Linked DNA regions of Mus musculus: regions 1 and 2 are each linked to region 3. Evidence: chromatin contacts called from public capture Hi-C and promoter capture Hi-C data. All regions are on one chromosome and are shown on one strand. Each heading gives the region's core, a stretch centred on a gene start, on an enhancer-like site or on the middle of the called end of the contact. The rest is flanking DNA. Distances are from core to core; before and after follow the strand shown.

Region 1 (2,967 bases), core at 461-2,960, 220 kb before region 3:
AAGCATAGGCAGATGACTTGGAACCAAGTAAAGAATAATCATCAAAGTAGTCCAGAAGGTGGACAGCTGTCTTAGTCAGGGTTTCTATTCCTGGACAAAACATCATGACCAAGAAGCAAGTTGGGGAGGAAAGGGTTTATTCAGCTTATACTTCCACATTGCTATTCATCACCAAAAGAAGTCAGGACTGGAACTCAAGCAGGTCAGGAAGCAGGAGCTGATGCAGAGGCCATGGAGGGATGTTCCTTACTGGCTTGCTTCCCCTGGCTTGCTCATCTTGCTTTTTTATAGAACCCAAGACTACCAGCTCAGGGATGCCACCACCCACAAGGGGCCTTTCCTCCTTGATCACTAATTGAGAAAATGCCTTACAGCTGGGTCTCATGGAGGCATTTCCTCAACTGAAGCTCCTTTTTCTGTGATAACTCCAGCTTGTGTCACGTTGACACAAAACCAGCCAGTACAACAGCCAAAAGGCACAAGTTCCATAGGTAAATAGGAAACATTCCATATATGCATACATGGATAGAAAACCTCTGCTTTGTAGAGAGGAACTTGGGAAATATTTGGATTATGTATAACGTCATATAATGCAGTCCATTGAACAACCTTTTAAAGGAGTTACCATTCTGAGCTAGATAAAACTACACAGTCAGGTCATGTGCCTCCCTGTAAAGGATACATTAATGAAGGGTCCTGCACAGCTCTGGGGTGGGGGATCCTTGTTAGTTCATATTGTTGTTCCTCCTATAGGGTTGCAGACCCCTTTAGCTCCTTGGCTACTTTCTCTAGCTCCTTCATTAGGTGCCCTGTGGTCTATCCAATAGATGACTGGGAGCATCCACTTCTGTATTTGCCAGGCATTGGCATAGCCTCACAAGAGATTGCTATATCAGGGTCCTGTCAGCAAAATCTTTCTGGCATATGCAATAGTGTCTGGGTTTGGTGGTTGTATATGGGATGGATCCCCAGGTGGGGCAGTCTCTGGATGGTCTTTCCTTTCATCTCAAGAGCTGAACTTAACTTTGTTCAATTATTAAAACCACCTGTGTGGTCTTGGCCCACTTCCTGTACTGTATGGGTTCCAATGTTCACAGGAATAGTTTTACCAGTTGTAGAATCTGATATATATATGACTCACACCGGGTATCAGTACAGAAGAACAAGAATTATTTATGTAGCATAGTGTTGAGCCAAAGCCATTACACCCAAAGGCTTTTACCTTAAACTAGCTCCCTATCCATCTTATTTAGAAATAAGGTCTCTATAAATAGCCCAATCCAACCTTGGATCCTGGGTCCTTCTTCCATAAGCCACCAGGCAGCTAAGAGCATAATAAGGCACATCAATGCTGGTTTGAAAAATCATCTTTAAAAGATATTTTTTTATTCCCACACTAGTGATTGCTTCGTCGTGCTGATTTTTTTTTTCAAGGAGTAGTAAGATTAAAATCACAACACATGGACAGGAAAGGACCTGAAACCCTAATATTTCTGTCAAAGGCTCGACTCATATTCATATATCTCATGTTGTGGATCTGGAGATGAAAACCAGCCTGACTTCCCAATGGCTGTCAAGCATAGTAGGCTTCTTTCTCTCATACACTCCTGTGGGTTGCCAGTGACAAATCCAGGAACAGCCCTAGCTGATTTCCGGGAAATTCTTCGCACAGACTTGTGGGAATTGTAGTCTGGCCACTGTGTCGTCACAGGGACCTGCTCCGGAAACAGTATTTAATTGAGTCTGAAAGTGTGCTGTTTCTCCAAAGTTGGGTGAGAGTGCTGTCCTGCTCAGCTCTCGAGTTGCATCGCTGACGTAGAGGTTGGTCCAGGGAGCAGCGCAGCCTGAGGCATTGTTCGAGGTGCGGGGATCCATCTGGCAGCGAGTAGAGCAGCGATGGGTGGGAGGTCGGGAGAAACTGACCTGCGCTGTCCTTACATTCTGGTCCATAAAGATACTGGTCAGGGCTGGGGAGAGGGCGTGTCTGACGGTGCCCTGATTGATGTTTGTCAGAACTCTGAGCACAACGCGAGTCTACCGTGGGCTTCTGGGACAGGAGTGCAGGATGGTTGCACGGGAGTGGGGTATGGTGTAAAGATCAGGCTTGGTGGGTCAGCTGACGAACTTGCATCTCAGGCGGTGCTGAGAGCTCACTTTCCCGCTTGGCTGGGGAGACTTTGTTACTAGCTGAACCTCACTCTCAGATGAATCTTGAGGTTTTCTCAGTTCATCTAAAATAGGTGGGTTTTCTGCCTCTCGAGCGTTTCACAGCACGCCGGTATGATCAAGGATTGTCATCGTTTTTCTCGGCCAGTCGGTGAATTAAACGGGTAAGAAAAAAATCAGAGACACAACAGGTCGTAGCTGGGAAATTCTGGGGCACCGTGGACAAATCTACCAGAATCACCTGATAAAGAAAAGCTTTGACTAGGGCTGAGGGAAAACAGGTGCGGTGGGCACATGGAGAGAAGCAACCACTGGCAGGCAGAGTGAGGGGTGGGGAAGCTGATGTCCCGCTTCACCTTCAGGGCTGGCGTTTCTTAAGCCTTTGAAGGGTTCCATCCCTAAGTTTTGGTTGATTACTTTTCAAGAAAGACAGGATGTCTACTTGGCCCACAACTGTTGTACAAACATTCTTCGATCTGGTCTTGAACTTGAGCCAGTCCATTAGCAGGGACCCCCGGAGCAGTGGGGGGAAAGCTCACCTTGTTTTAGGCTGCTAAGCGTTTGTGTGAGGTCAGCAGGGTGAGGGAGAACTTAAAGAACGTTATGCATTTATGTAATTTAAGGTAAACGGACCTCATTCCCATTCTGGAATTCTCCTTGTCTGAAGCAGCCACAGTGGTTTACACCCCTCCCTTGCTTTTCTGCCTCTTGCATGGCTTCTCCTTCCTTACACTGCACATCAAAGTGTGTAGAATGCATCTCTAGTTAGCCAAAACAGAAACCCTGCTCCTGCTCCTCACG
Region 2 (2,715 bases), core at 2-2,501, 170 kb before region 3:
TTGCGAACCTGTGGTTCTGTATGCTTCAGGAGTCTCAGGTTTGATGAAGGTGGGCAGATATGTGGCAGGAGAATGGAGGACCTCTCGGATGGCGGGCTGCTCCAGCAGCTTGGCTTGCCCCAGAGGACTCAGATAGCAGGGAAGAAGGGTTGGGGAAGGGAACCTTACCTGTGGTTCAGGAGTCTGATGGAGGTGAAGGAGAGGTGGCAGGAGAGTGGAGGTTCCCTGGGTAGTAGGCTGCTCAGAGCAGCTTGGTTTGGCCCAGAAGGGATTCTGTTATTTCCAAGGAAAACTGCCAATATAACATACTATTTCCCTCTCTCCTCCTCCTTTTTTTTTGGGACAGTCCCAGTACAGGCCTCTGGCTCTCCTAGAACTAGAGTTTCTCCTGTCTCTGCCTCCCAAGTGATTGAAGGCATATCCATAACATCTGGCAAGTTCCTTTTGTCTATTTTTCTATTTTTTTTTTGCAAGCTTAAGTAACATTTTATAATATGTAGAATGAAGATTAAAATAAACATATTGATGAGCAACAACTTGTAAACTTAACAAACAAAACATGGAAAGGCTTGATTCACAAATATCTTCTGTGATGAATCTGGATATTTCTGGTTTTGTTGTTCTTTGTTTTGTTTTGAGACAGGGTTTCACTGTGTAGCCCTGGCAGGCCAGGGACTCACTGTAAACAAGGCAGCCTGGAACTCAGAGGTGCCTGAATTTGCTTGCAGTGAGCTGGGATTAAAGACACCGCAGGCTGTGAATCTTGAATGTCAAAAGCAGCCTGAGTCCCTGCTTTTGCTCTTTGTCCTCTGTGAGGAAACTTTATTGTGTGCCGGGCACCCGCTCTTAAATTACTAAAAGATAAGTTCCTGGCAACTTCCCTCCTCCAGAAAATTGTAAAACTCTTTTGAAATGATTAACGCATGGTCTGGTTTCTGCAAACTAGCTTATTGCCACTTAACTGGCAGTGAGGTGGTTCCTCAAATAGCTGTAAACTCCACGGAAATTAAGGAATTAAGAACTTTACAGTGAAAATCCGGAAAAGCGGCACCTTACATAAACATTCGGCTCGTTAGAACTGGACACAGTTCATGGTCTCCTTGTTTCCTAAGTAGGTGACACTACATTGCAGACACACATCAATGTAGAAATCCAGGACCTTTAAATAATACAACTCACTCTCCTAGGACTCCTGCAACGCCATCGCACAGACTTGTGGGAAATGTAGTCTGCAGCACGGTGACGTCACAGGTCTGCACTTTTAGTAAACAGTTCATCTTTTAGTAAGCATGTGCGGCTCTTATCCAAAGCTGGGCCAGACTCTGGTCCTGCTGTGCTCTCCCGTTGGATCTCTGACATGGAGGTTGGTCCAGGGTTCAGTCATCCCAGGGTCTGTGCGGGGTGCATAGTTCCGGAAGGAACAGGGACCGGATGGAATGGGAGCTGGGAAGAGCTGATTTGGAGGAGCTTTCTGGACAGGGCTGGTGAGAGGGCGCTGCGGGGGTTGGTGGGACTGACCCCTGCGTTAGACTGACAGAAATCAAGGAATGGAGAAGCTTGTAAGTTCAAGGATTGCCTGGGCAGTGTTGGCTGGGTGAAGGTCTTTGCCTGGGCATGGTGATTCTGGGCGTACACTTTCCAGCTTTCTGGTGGAAGCATTAGCTGGGTCACTCTCACGTGGATATTACTGGATCTGTCAGTAAGTTTAGTTAAGAGGAGATCTGGTCCTTTCTGTACTTTATGGCTGTCTGTCACGGAGTTCAAGACCACTGAAAAAAACTCCGAACAAAACTAGGAATTATGAGATAAAACCAGCCGGGCGGTGCTGGCGCACGCCTTTAATCCCAGAACTTGGGAAGCAGAGGCAGGCGGATTTCTGAGTTCGTGGCCAGCCTGATCTACAAAGTGAGTTCCAGGACGGCCAGGGCTACACAGAAAAACCCTGTCTCGAAAAACAAAACACAAAAACACACAGAGAAAGAGAGAGAGAGAGAGGGAGAGGGGGAGGGGGAGGGGGAGAGGGAGAGGAGAGAAGAGAGGAGAGAGAACCAAACAAAAAACAACCCAAACTGCTTTATTTAGAGCCACAATCTCCTTTGCCAGTTTGAGAACTGCTGCAAAAGGGAAGATAGGGGTTGGAATTTTTAAAGGCACACACCACAAGTATCTCAACTCTGGGGATTTTCTGCTATGTGGGTTTTTTTTTTTTTCTTTTTTTGGTTTTTTGTTTGCTGTTTGTTTTTGTTGCTGTGTTGTACAACAGCTTAGTTGGAAATGGAGCTAGCTTTTAACTATCACACATGCAATAACTCTTGTCTTGCTTTGAGGTGACAGAAATTGCTAGGTTCCAGGGTCAGAGTTTTGCGTACTGGAGATTGAGGTGTGTGATGTTTCCTCCACTTACCTGGAAATGAATTGTGAATTTACAGATGGTTCACTTGGATTAGGAATCTCTCGTGGAAAGTGTTTAATTCCTCACTTGAAATGACACAGATGTTTTCTGAAAGGATATTGAGCTGTTTCTCAGTGGAGGATGAACTAAAATCTCCCTAAGTAAAACAAGAGATAAAACTTTTGCCTCAGAGGTTGTAAGCCTGAGATCGAAAAACCTGTCACAAGGTGTTAACAAAGGACACCAGAGGTGCCCTCGTGTTAACACTGCACACACGCTGCCTGTTTCAGTTGGTCAAACTCTTTTGTAAATGTACAGTTCTG
Region 3 (2,700 bases), core at 86-2,585:
ACATTTGTCAGGACTCCACAGAGAGAAATACACCAAAAAACTTGTGCTCCTGGGGCTGGAGAGATGGCTTAGTGGTTAAGAGCATTGTCTGCTCTTCCAAAGATTCTGAGTTCAATTCCCAACAACCACATTGTGGCTCACAACAACCATTTGTAGTGGGATCCAATGTCCTCTTCAGGTATCAGAAGAGAGCAACAGTGTATTCACAGGCATAAAATAAATATTTTTTAAAAAAAAGAAAAGAAAAAAATAAAAACTGCTGCTGCCATGCTGCAGTTTCTTGTGGCTTCCACAGACTCAGGCTGATTGACAAAGTGATGTAAGCTGAGACAGACCCACGCACTGAGGCAAGACATGTGCTGTGGCAAGACCCATGGAGGACTCAGGATATTTGGAGGGAGTGTAAATAGGACTGGCTGGACAGTGAAGGTTGGCTTGCTGCTGCAGCCGGCTGTACAGTGCTTGTTGGTCTCAAGTCTTCAAGGATCCCAGCTTTGCTGAGAGAGGCACAGCAGAGAACTTCTGGCATACCTCCTGGGCCCTCGTGCTGATTTGGCTGAGGCCTAGCTGTTCCTGCCACTGCTGCTGATTTGAGTTTACTATCCCGACACCACCAAACTGGACTTCTGGTGTATCCAGGAAGTGTTTGCAAGTGGACTGAGCTGCTGCTGCCGAACTATCAACTGGACTGCTGATTTCCTGAAAATGCAAACAGGAGTTGCTCCAAAGAACCTTTCTTCACAGGTCCACTTGCCCCACATCATCTTTTTCTCACTGCCTCTGGTGGGTGGTGTGCTAGAAGGGAGGGTAAAGTGGTTAAGGACCATCCCTAAAAGTAGACTTTGAAAAGAAAGTAAAGTTACAGTCAAGTGTCCTTAAGTTGAAAGGCCACTAAGTATGGGGCTGGACAAATGTTTTGTAAGTTTGTGAGAATTTTGGTGCCATGTCAAACAAGACATTTTCAGTGAGCGTGAGAACCAAAGAGGCATCAAGAGCCGCTGGGAGTTAAAAGAAATCAATGACTCTTAAGATGATTTTCCTTCCCACATTAGTGTATTACTTGCATATTTTAAAGTACAACCGAGTCAGCGTGATTTCTTCAGGCTGTAATAAGATTAAAATTACAACATACAGACCAGAAAGGACTTGTAAGCCTAACATTTCTGTCACAGGCTCAACTTACATTCACATAGCTCCTGTTGTGGATCTGACGGTGAACACGAGCCTGACTCCCATTGGCTCTCCTCCAGCCTCTGCATCTTTCTCCCATACTCTACTGTGGGATTCCAGAAACAAATTCAGCAACAGTAGCAATCACCCTACCTGAGTTCCAGGAATTCCTTCGCACAGACTTCTGGGAGATGTAGTCTGGATACTGTGACGTCACAGAGAACCATCTAGGAAATCCTCATAAGGCTTTTGGTTTGCGCATGAGTCTTTCTCAAAATCGGGCAAGAGTCCCGCCCTGCTGTACATTCCTGTTGTGTCTCTAACACAGAGGTTGGTCCAGGAAAGCAGCACGGCCTAAAGGTCTATGGGGGTGAGGGGTGGGGGTGGGGGGTGCACCTAGAAGAAAGCAGAGCAGTGCAGGGAGGGGGGGCTGTGTATATAGTTAAAAACTTAAAGGTACCTTACTGAGGTAGCAGTTTTATACCTTAGCTCCTCTCTCTCTCTCTCTCTCTCTCTCTCTCTCTCTCTCTCTCTCTCTCTCTCTCTCTTTCTTCTTCTTCTTCTTCTTCTTCTTCTTCTTCTTCTTCTTCTTCTTCTTCTTCTTCTTCTTCTTCCTCTTCTTCTTCTTCTTTTTCTTCTTCTTCTTCTTTTTGGTATACATATTAGTTAATTTTAAAGGATAAATATTACATATGGGAGTTTCTTTTTTCTCCCTCTCTTTTTTTATTAATCATTTTATTTGTTTACATTTCAAATGATAGCCCCATTCCAGTTTCCCTTTTGCAAAACCTCCATCCCCAACCTCCCTCCCCTTTGCCTCTATGACTTTCTTCTTTGCTCTAATATTTTGACGATCTAAACAGGTGTTGTACTTCTTTTTTTTTCCATTTTTTATTAGGTATTTAACTCATTTACATTTCCAATGCTATACCAAAAGTCCCCCATATCCACCCACCCCCACTCCCCTGCCCACCCACTCCCCCTTTTTGGCCCTGGTGTTCCCCTGTACTGGGGCATATAAAGTTTGCAAGTCCAATGGGCCTCTCTTTCCAGTGATGGCCGACTAGGCCATCTTTTGATATATATGCAGCTAGAGTCAAGAGCTCCGGGGTACTGGTTAGTTCATAATGTTGTTCCACCTATAGGGTTGCAGCTCCCTTTAGCTCCTTGGCTACTTTCTCTAGCTCCTCCATTGGGAGCCCTATGGTCCATCCATTAGCTGACTGTGAGCATCCACTTCTGTGTTTGCTAGGCCCCGGCATAGTCTCACAAGAGACAGCTACATCTGGGTCCTTTCAATAAAATCTTGCTAGTGTATGCAATGGTGTCAGCGTTTGGATGCTGATTATGGGGTGGATCCCTGGATATGGCAGTCTCTACATGGTCCATCCTTTCATCTCAGCTCCAAACTTTGTCTCTGTAACTCCTTCCATGGGTGTTTTGTTCCCAAATCTAAGGAGGGGCATAGTGTCCACACTTCAGTCTTCATTCTTTTTGAGTTTCATGTGTTTAGCAAATTATATCTTATAT

What was found. Capture Hi-C pulls out chosen DNA fragments and counts their contacts.
Region 1: a promoter capture Hi-C map of adipose tissue shows a contact between it and region 3, with 2.3 times the contacts expected there. The contact joins the promoter of Zfp58 here to the promoter of F630042J09Rik in region 3. A contact is called at or near these places in 2 of 9 other capture datasets (adipose tissue and liver).
Region 2: a capture Hi-C map of embryonic stem cells shows a contact between it and region 3, with 2.2 times the contacts expected there. The contact joins the promoter of Zfp874a here to the promoter of F630042J09Rik in region 3. A contact is called at or near these places in 1 of 484 Hi-C or Micro-C datasets (embryonic stem cells), 1 of 115 datasets of contacts at active chromatin or transcription factors (embryonic stem cells) and 4 of 9 other capture datasets (adipose tissue, embryonic stem cells, liver and 1 more).

The regions. Positions count from the first base shown.
Region 1 is chr13:67,499,265-67,502,231 of GRCm38.p6, reverse strand. Zfp58 (zinc finger protein 58) reads left to right here and starts at 1,710. Exons shown (of 4, transcript NM_001007575.2): 1 at 1,710-1,861.
Region 2 is chr13:67,450,160-67,452,874 of GRCm38.p6, reverse strand. Zfp874a (zinc finger protein 874a) reads left to right here and starts at 1,251. Exons shown (of 4, transcript NM_177712.4): 1 at 1,251-1,363. The coding sequence starts at 1,358.
Region 3 is chr13:67,277,229-67,279,928 of GRCm38.p6, reverse strand. It overlaps F630042J09Rik (RIKEN cDNA F630042J09 gene), which reads right to left and starts at 1,335. Exons shown (of 4, transcript NR_033540.1): 1 at 1,184-1,335; 2 at 1-795. It also overlaps a transcript of Zfp458 not described here.